Linked DNA regions of Zea mays: region 1 is linked to region 2. Evidence: chromatin contacts called from public Hi-C data. All regions are on one chromosome and are shown on one strand. The core of a region is the stretch at or near the end of the contact, and the rest is flanking DNA. Distances in the headings are between cores, read along the strand shown. Region 1 overlaps LOC100194273 (Mitotic checkpoint serine/threonine-protein kinase BUB1). Region 2 holds the start of LOC100191167.

Region 1 (4,239 bases), core at 1,337-3,836, 460 kb before region 2:
CTATATCTCTCTCGAAGTTTATGAAACTATAAGAGTGATGTACAAGATTTGTGAATAAATGTTAGAATCATCATATGAGATGAACAAATGACCAAACAACTAAAACAAACTTTGTAGATCTTGATAAGTTATAGAATTTTGTATTTGTCAACTTTTTCATTTGAAGTCATCTTGTCAACTAAAACTACGTCTGGTTTTTAAAAAAATTAAAATTCGGATTTTGAAAACAACCTCGAATGGAAAAACCACCAACATAAAAGTTGTAGGTATTAAAAAGTTATGAAACTTTGAAGTTGACAATGTTTTGGTTTGAAATCATCTTGTCATGCAAAACTATGTTTGAATTTTAAAATTTGAAATTTTCAAACTACCTCAGATGGAAACCCCACCAAAATAAAAGTTGTAGGTCTTGAAATATAATGAAACTTTATAATTGACAATTTTTTAAATTGAAATCATCTTATCATAGAAAAATTCGTTAGAAATTTTTAAATTCGAAATTTCAAATTTTGTAAACGGACCCGGATATAGAAACTATTAAAATAGAACTTATAGATATTGAAAATTTATGGAACTTTATAATTGGCAACATTTTCAATTTAATTTGTTTAGTGTCTTAAATAATCAAATTATTTTTTGTTTACTATACTATATGACAGGGGCGAAGCTAGGTAGAAGGCTGCGGATGCATATGCACCTAAAAAATTTACAAAACTAGTGATTTAGACTAAATTTTTACCATATATGCACCATCTATATATTAGTACTATGCACCCTCAAGATATTTGCATCCTACTACTTTGATTCACTCTAGCTTCGCAACTGATATATGAGGAACGAAAACGTGATACAGATACATCAAGCTATATATACAACCGGACTAAAACCTCTAACCCTAACTATATAGTAGGATGTGATACTGTAACCGATTTTCAACAGGTATTATTAGCGCAGATCAGCGGCGGATATTAGCAGAGCGGGTATACACTGCACGACCGAGACCGAGGCCGACCTACCAACTGATCGGTTAACCGTTGCCATCGTGGACGTCGTCGATCCAAACCACCGGCGTGCAGTGCCAGCAGGTAGGTGTCACCAGGTCGATCGCGAGCAGAGCAGGTAGCCTCGGTTCGTCGCTCCACGGCCGGGGGGCCGAGTCGCTGTCCTCCTCGACCTTCAATTTATATCATATACCCGCTAGCTTGTTCAACGTACCCAGCACTGCAGATGCAGAGATATCACTATATATGTCCGATCCACACGCGATGATGTATAGCCCGGCCGCACGCCACGTACTAAACGTTTTAAGTGGCTATCATATCTTATCACAGGCAGCTAGTTGCAGTTGCAGCATAAACACGGCAGTGATCATGAAGCAATTAATAGACGTACTGCTCACTACGTCCTGATTACTGAATCGATACCAAGAGCAATGACTAAAGTGAGTGAAAAGTAAACAGAGTGAGTGTGGATTGCATTGACAGACGACGGCCGCGCGGCGGAGCTGGATGGCGTTCCCTCTCAACTCATGGATCGCATCGCAATATATAATCAGCTATAGCTGGTGCCCTCGCCGGCCGGCACACACCGCCGCAGCAGATATATACAACGAACAGCCGCAACGGCACGTTCCAGTTCTCCGACGCCGGCCGGCCGGCCCACCACATGCAAGCGACTGACTGCATCGCGCTGACAGAGCGCCCGCAGACGGATGGCGTAGGCCCGTCGACTGCCCCAGAAGTCAACGACAGATCGGTCCATGCGGGGGCTATGCATGCATGCAGAGGCAGCCATGCAGAGGCAGAGCTGGTAGGTAGGAAGTAGGATCGCAGGGTAGCAGCGTCGTCGTCAGAGCCATGCATACGGCCGGCGCACGGCACACATAGCTTATATTATAGGAGCCTACGCCATGAACGACGAGCGTTCGATCCGTCGGGCTCGGGGTCCAGCCACGTGACGGCGAGCCACCGACCCAACCCAACCGTTCTGGCAGCAGGGAGGGAGGGGCCTCTCCGCCTCTTCGGTGTTCGCCTCCTGGGTCCGGTCGGTCGACGAGGGCCCGCCCGGCTGGCGGTACGGTGCCGGTCAGTCTCTCTCGCTGATCGGCGCGCTCGAAATCAAGGGAAGCATGGCGGACAGGCTTGCATTCGCAGCTGCATGCTCTGCTGAGCAGCAGCCGCAGCTAGCAGTGCAGAAGAAGAAGAGCTGTACTGTACGTAGGTTGACCTAGCTAGGCCCTGGCACCCCGGCCGCTAGCTGGTGGCCTGGCGGGCCTCTGGCCGCCGCGGCGCCGCTTGTCCCGTCGTTGTCCTGTCGCGGCCGCCGCCCGTACAACGCCGGTTTTACTACGCGGTTATCTTGCCCTGGCGTGGCGACTAGCATGCAGATCGTGCCGGTAGCTATAGATTGCTAGAATCCAAGGCCTAGTTTTTCTTCTCTCTTTCTCTCCCTGGCATCGCAGCAGCAGCTAGCGCGCGTCGTGGTTTCTGTTCCGCCGTACGTGCGAGTGCGACGACGACTGTGCACCTCTGTCTGTGTCGCTAGCTCGCTACAGTCGTCGTCTACAGTTGGGTGTTTGGATGGTAACGGCCGGGGGCATTCAGGTCAAACTCGGTAGGTTGGCAATCTGGTCAGGCCGGGAGGTCGTATCATGCATGCACCGTGTGCTTCTTCTCTCTATCATCTGGACCACTGTCACTCTATAACAGATCGAGAGAGTTTTTGGACTGCTTTAAAAGCCAAGTCAACTCCAACTGTAAAAGCCGGTAACCTTGTCTCCGATATCTATCATGGAATGGAACTTGCTGACGTGCTCCCTTCCCCGCCATTCTGTCAGAGTGAAATTTGGATTGTTTTCAACACAGATCCACACAGGCCATCTCGGCCATGTTTTACCATTCTATGATTATTGTTAGTGACCCACAGGACTGTTTGGTACGGTGTAGCTTCGGGCCTTCACGGCTCTGCAGCTACCGTATCATCTATCTAGCTCAAAAGTTTATCCAATGTCGTAGTGAACTGGATCCCAAAACATCGTTTCACTGGACTCTCCCGTCATTATACAGTTTTTGTACAGTGCGCTATGTATAGTACCATGAAACAGAGACCCTTGAGCCAACGCAGCCATACCCAAGAGCAGTGGCGGAGCGTGCGTCAATGCGCAGGGAGGGGCCAATTCAAAGCTACGTTCCTACAGTGATGACCAACAGTAATGCAGTCGATTTGAACTTTATGGAACATCTTTGTTTTTTCGAGTTCTATGTGGACTGCAAAGAACAAAACATCAGTCCAAACTCATTAGGCTATTCCTAATCTATTGTATATTGTCACAATATCTAAAGTCGTCATATCATATGAAATTATATAAGATACAACTATTCCAATATATGGTACCATAGATTGTTATTTATCCTTTTATAGAATATTGCATGCTAACATATACGAGAGTATGAGATATGGGTCACTTAAATAGTTCAAGGTTCAATGTATATAATCTCATATCCAAATAGTATCTCTCTAGGTCCGTCCAACGCACCCTGACTAGTTCTTCTATCCCACATGCCCGCCTCGGCGCCTGTGCCCTTTAGGTCCCACGCCCAGCGCCCACGCTTTCTCAGCTAATGTCTATGAACCCCAGCACCCATGCAACCAACTACTGCACACCTATCTAACGTCTGACCCGCTCGTACATCTATCATAGCCTAAAAAAAACAGTGCAAAGTGAGCACTCAAACCACGCTTCCTAACATAGAAATTTGGGACTAACCACTAAACCACCACACATTCCATAGTGTATAAAAATAAACAATAATTATATTTAAATAAATATCTTAATACTTATTTTAATGATATATAACAACCCTACCAAATCACGGGTAACTAGCTAGTAAATTACTTAAGGATACATGTGAGTTCGTATTAGCCTAGCCGGAGTTACATTACATGGGGGGCACAGGCACCAGCCGCGTTTCGGCTTTGTCACGCAGCCTAGGACGAGCACAGCGAGGCCTTTTGTTTCGCCAGCAGCTGGTTCAGCTTGCCGACCAGCTGCCGGTTGCTGCACATGTACTGCCGGAATGACGCTCGCAGGCTCTGGAGCGCGGCCACGTCGCTGTCGTTCGAGGGCGGGTTCAGCAGCGTCGAGAAGAGCTTCTGCCACAGATCAACGTTCCAGTACCTGCGATCCAACGACACCCAATTGCTCGCTCAGTTGCTTCGCACTAACACCAACCAGGCACG
Region 2 (3,737 bases), core at 686-3,185:
CTATTTTTTATTTTAACTCTTTAAAAAACTATTAGTATTTACAATTCAAGAGGTTTTTTTATCATGGGCTCGTAAAAAATTCCATAGTTTTGGTAGTTGAGATAACTAAGTATACTAATATTTAATATTTCATTCTAAGTGATGTGAAGTAAATAAGATAGTCAAGTCTATATCCAAGGTTTAAGCAAGGTGGTCTACCATGAAATGACGATGATGGCCACATGATGAACAAATGCTTAACATGGAGAAGAAAACACAAAATGCAAAGGCTCAAAACATAGGTATAAGCTAAGGCATTTTGTTTTTACCGATCAAGATAATAATCATACTATATAAGGAGGGCAAGTGAAGATTCAAAACGATTACCTGTATGCCACTAGGCAAGATAATTGATCATGTAAAGATAAAAGAACACATGCATGCCTATTTTGGTATGATGTAGATGATGTCAAAGCAAGATAAACCCATACATTTATATTAGACCTAGTAAAGTTTCATCTTAGACATTGTTGACAAAAGTTAATTAATGGTTGGAAGAAATGGGACTAAGGAATGTCTAGAGTAGGCATTGGATCCTAACTAAGGGGGTGTTTGGTTTGCCCCTGCTAAAATTTAGCCCCTATCACATCGAATGTTTGAACCTCCGTTCGGGGTATTAAATGTAGTCAGATTATAAAACTAATTTCTCAGCCGAAGATTAAAAAGTGAGACGAATCTAGTACAGTTGGTTGGGTCTATATTTCATACTCCTATTTGAAAGTCAAACGCTTGATGTGACCCGGGCTAAACTTTAGTCCACAGAACCAAACACCCCCTAACAAAAGTGTTGGTCTAGAACAGTATCAATTCAACGACTAACCCTAGCACGTGACTAAAGTGATCATCGAATATTGGCGAGCCCATATTGTAGCAAGGGTATTCAATTGAATATCCTTTATTTTTGGCATTTTTAATACAATATATGATTTGTATATACACTATAATATTGTCGAAAACATAAAATAACATTGTTTTATAACTATTAGGCCCCAAATATGTTATGTCAAACAATTAATCCTTTATATGTTGAGTGCAGAGCAATATCATCTTAGTATTCATTCTTTGCTATGTGAGTTATGATCCAGTTTATGTGCTATATATTTTATATACTATGAAACTACTTCTATGTAATACTATAATCGGTTATATACGTGTTAAGACGACTAGACTAGGATTTAGACTGTAAAAAAATTATGCTCCACTAAAATTTTGAATACCCATCTTTCAAATCCTAGGCCTGCCACTATCATCGAACCTTGAACTGTGGTGTAATTGGGCAAGTGAAAGATTTTGAATTTTAATATGAAGTATGGAAAAAAACTAGAAGAATCTTGTAAGGGAACAACGAGCATAAAATAAGCAAAATTATATATCTTTAAGAATAAATTGACAAGATTCAAAATGAAAGAGATTAAGAGAATGAAAGCATTCGTAAAATGTTTCATAGGCTCGACGTCATTAAATGAGCTTAGAAACTTGAGCGATAAAGTAAGTGATAAAGACTTCTCTCGACACATCTTAAGATGCCTCCCACCAAAATTACATACATTGGTAACAATTATTGTGAGAGTTGGATTCAAGACTATAACTCCTAAGCAATCATTCTTTCACGAACAAAAGGTGATAGGAATATATGGAATTGCGCAAAAAGCACAAAGCTCTTGTAGAAACTCATGAGAAACAAAAAGAAGCCCAGTCATAATAAAACTCAGCTCAATCGTCACCGCGGCGACAAACGCAACTCATCACTTGTTGAGGATACGGAACTCCCGATTTCAGACGCCAAATCGAGCACTGCAAACATAAATGAGCCGCTGAGACGTGCCTCCTCAGCCCATCCTGGTCTAGCTTGTCGATCTCTCCTGTGAAACACGGAAAGGGAAGGCTGAAAAAACACGACGCTTTTTCTCCATGGTTTGGTGTGCATTTCCTCTCTCCTGTCCCCACTTGACACATCCATGTCCCAATCTCCCCCAACCTCAGGTCAACCGCCGCTACCCAAGATCCAGTCTCCGTTCTCCCTCTCCTCTCGCTTCATACACACCAGGGCGGCAGCGGCAGCGGCAGGGGCCCGCCATCACCAACCCACCTCCCTTCAATTATAAACCTATAAAATATCATCATTGACCCAAGCTGAGGCGACTAGTGGGTATTGATTTTTGGTGGGGCAGATCAAGGAGGGGGGGAGGGGGTTAACTTCCAAGGAACCAGTTCATTGCTGGTTCTGCTAGCAGGAGGTTGGATTTCAGAGGCAGAAGCTTTCAGCCAGGCGGGCTCAGGGCGCGGGCACATCAATGGCTGGCAAGGAAATCCTCCACAAGGTGAAGGACAAGGTAACCTCAAATGGAAGAGGATGGAGACTGTTGCTTGTTTTGCCCTATGGTTTTCCTTTTCCTTGCTACTAGTATATCTGATTCTCTCTCGTTTTATAGCTGTATGTATACAGCCAGTTAGGGTTATCATCATTGTTCCATAGGTTTCCTTTGGGTTGCAGAGATTTGCGGGGCTGAGAGGACGGGTTATTTGGATTGTTCTGATAAATAGATAAACTCTGGAGACGTGATGTTCCAGTTGGGGACTCACTGGATTCGGACACTTGAAAATCTTGCTAACTGGGCGGCCCTTGATGGGACAATCTTTTGGCGCGTGTTTAGGAATCGAGGGCTGTACACATACCTTACATCGGTTTCACACTTCCACTGCCTGGATGGTTGGATCGATGATAAAAACCATTTCTTGGTAATATTTTGACGTAGAAGGAGCCCCTTTTTTGTGGGTTCAGCAACACCATCTAAATGAGGGAAAATTTGCAATCTGCATGACGTTTATGGATGTGATTTTAGTGGGTCAGCAACCCCTTTTTTGCCCCTATTTTCTCTGTCAAAAGGAAGTTTATTTTAATGGGTGTGATGTTAGAACTGGTGCTCAGTCAAAAGAAGTTTATGGTGTTCTAGCAACCCCATCTTAAAGAAGTTTATCTGAAATAAAATGCAATACAAGTGGGAGTAATAATTTTCTTGTGGTAAAGTTAGAACGCCATAAACTTTCTCAATATTGGAGTTGTAGCGTATGCTTTATCTTTTTGTTAGTGGGCAAGGGCAGTGGTGGATACAGAAAATTTTAGGAGCCCGGGCGATTCTCATTACACAAAATATTTACCTAGAAAGCTTAAATGCTCCCCCTCCCCCTGTGACAAAGAAAATTTTCCCTTTGGCTTCACTGGCGAGAGTCACTGGGCAAAAGGATCCTCATCTGGTTATGGGAATTTTCCTTGTGCTGCTTATGCAACAGAGGAATGAAATCATAAAAGAAACTAACTTCTTTGTAGGAGACAGAGCTTTTCAACCTGTTGCCACAAGAACCTGATAGGAGAGCTCAAACTAATGAAAATTAGTCAATAGCTGCCTTAGGTTTATTTTTTACTTGCTGGAATAAATTAAATATATGTATCTTTGCTTGTTTTTATGGATTTCTTTTTTTCTCGAACTAGTTTGTATCATTGTATGGATGTCTTTGTGTGCTGTGTTCTTTATCCACTATTTTAATCCGGAGGACATGTGTATTGGTTTTGTAGCGGCACACTGTTGTGGACTCTTTCCTAGGGCGCCAGTATACTAGGCGCAACAAGAAGTAGGGAAGGCCCCTGAGCTTATCCCCTCCCTGGGCTTATCCCTTATTCCCTAGTTTATCTCAGTATT

The links. Hi-C and Micro-C count contacts between places; a contact is called where the count stands out from the background.
Region 1: a Hi-C map of tassel shows a contact between it and region 2, with 7 times the contacts expected there. The contact joins the enhancer-like site here to the promoter of LOC100191167 in region 2. A contact is called at or near these places in 2 of 25 Hi-C or Micro-C datasets (ear and tassel).

What each region holds. Positions count from the first base shown.
Region 1 is chr7:160,992,463-160,996,701 of Zm-B73-REFERENCE-NAM-5.0, reverse strand. LOC100194273 (Mitotic checkpoint serine/threonine-protein kinase BUB1) reads right to left here. Exons shown (of 12, transcript NM_001139312.1): 12 at 3,764-4,177. The coding sequence ends at 3,988. Among protein-coding and RNA genes, the nearest start is that of LOC100194273, 17 kb to the right of the region's middle. Within about 2 kb of position 2,586, at least 17 of the 20 cell types and tissues checked have an H3K27ac peak or open chromatin away from gene starts, as enhancers often do. A contact at or near this core is called in ear and tassel, where this site is marked.
Region 2 is chr7:160,537,017-160,540,753 of Zm-B73-REFERENCE-NAM-5.0, reverse strand. LOC100191167 reads left to right here and starts at 1,935. Exons shown (of 5, transcript NM_001136602.1): 1 at 1,935-2,372. The coding sequence starts at 2,334.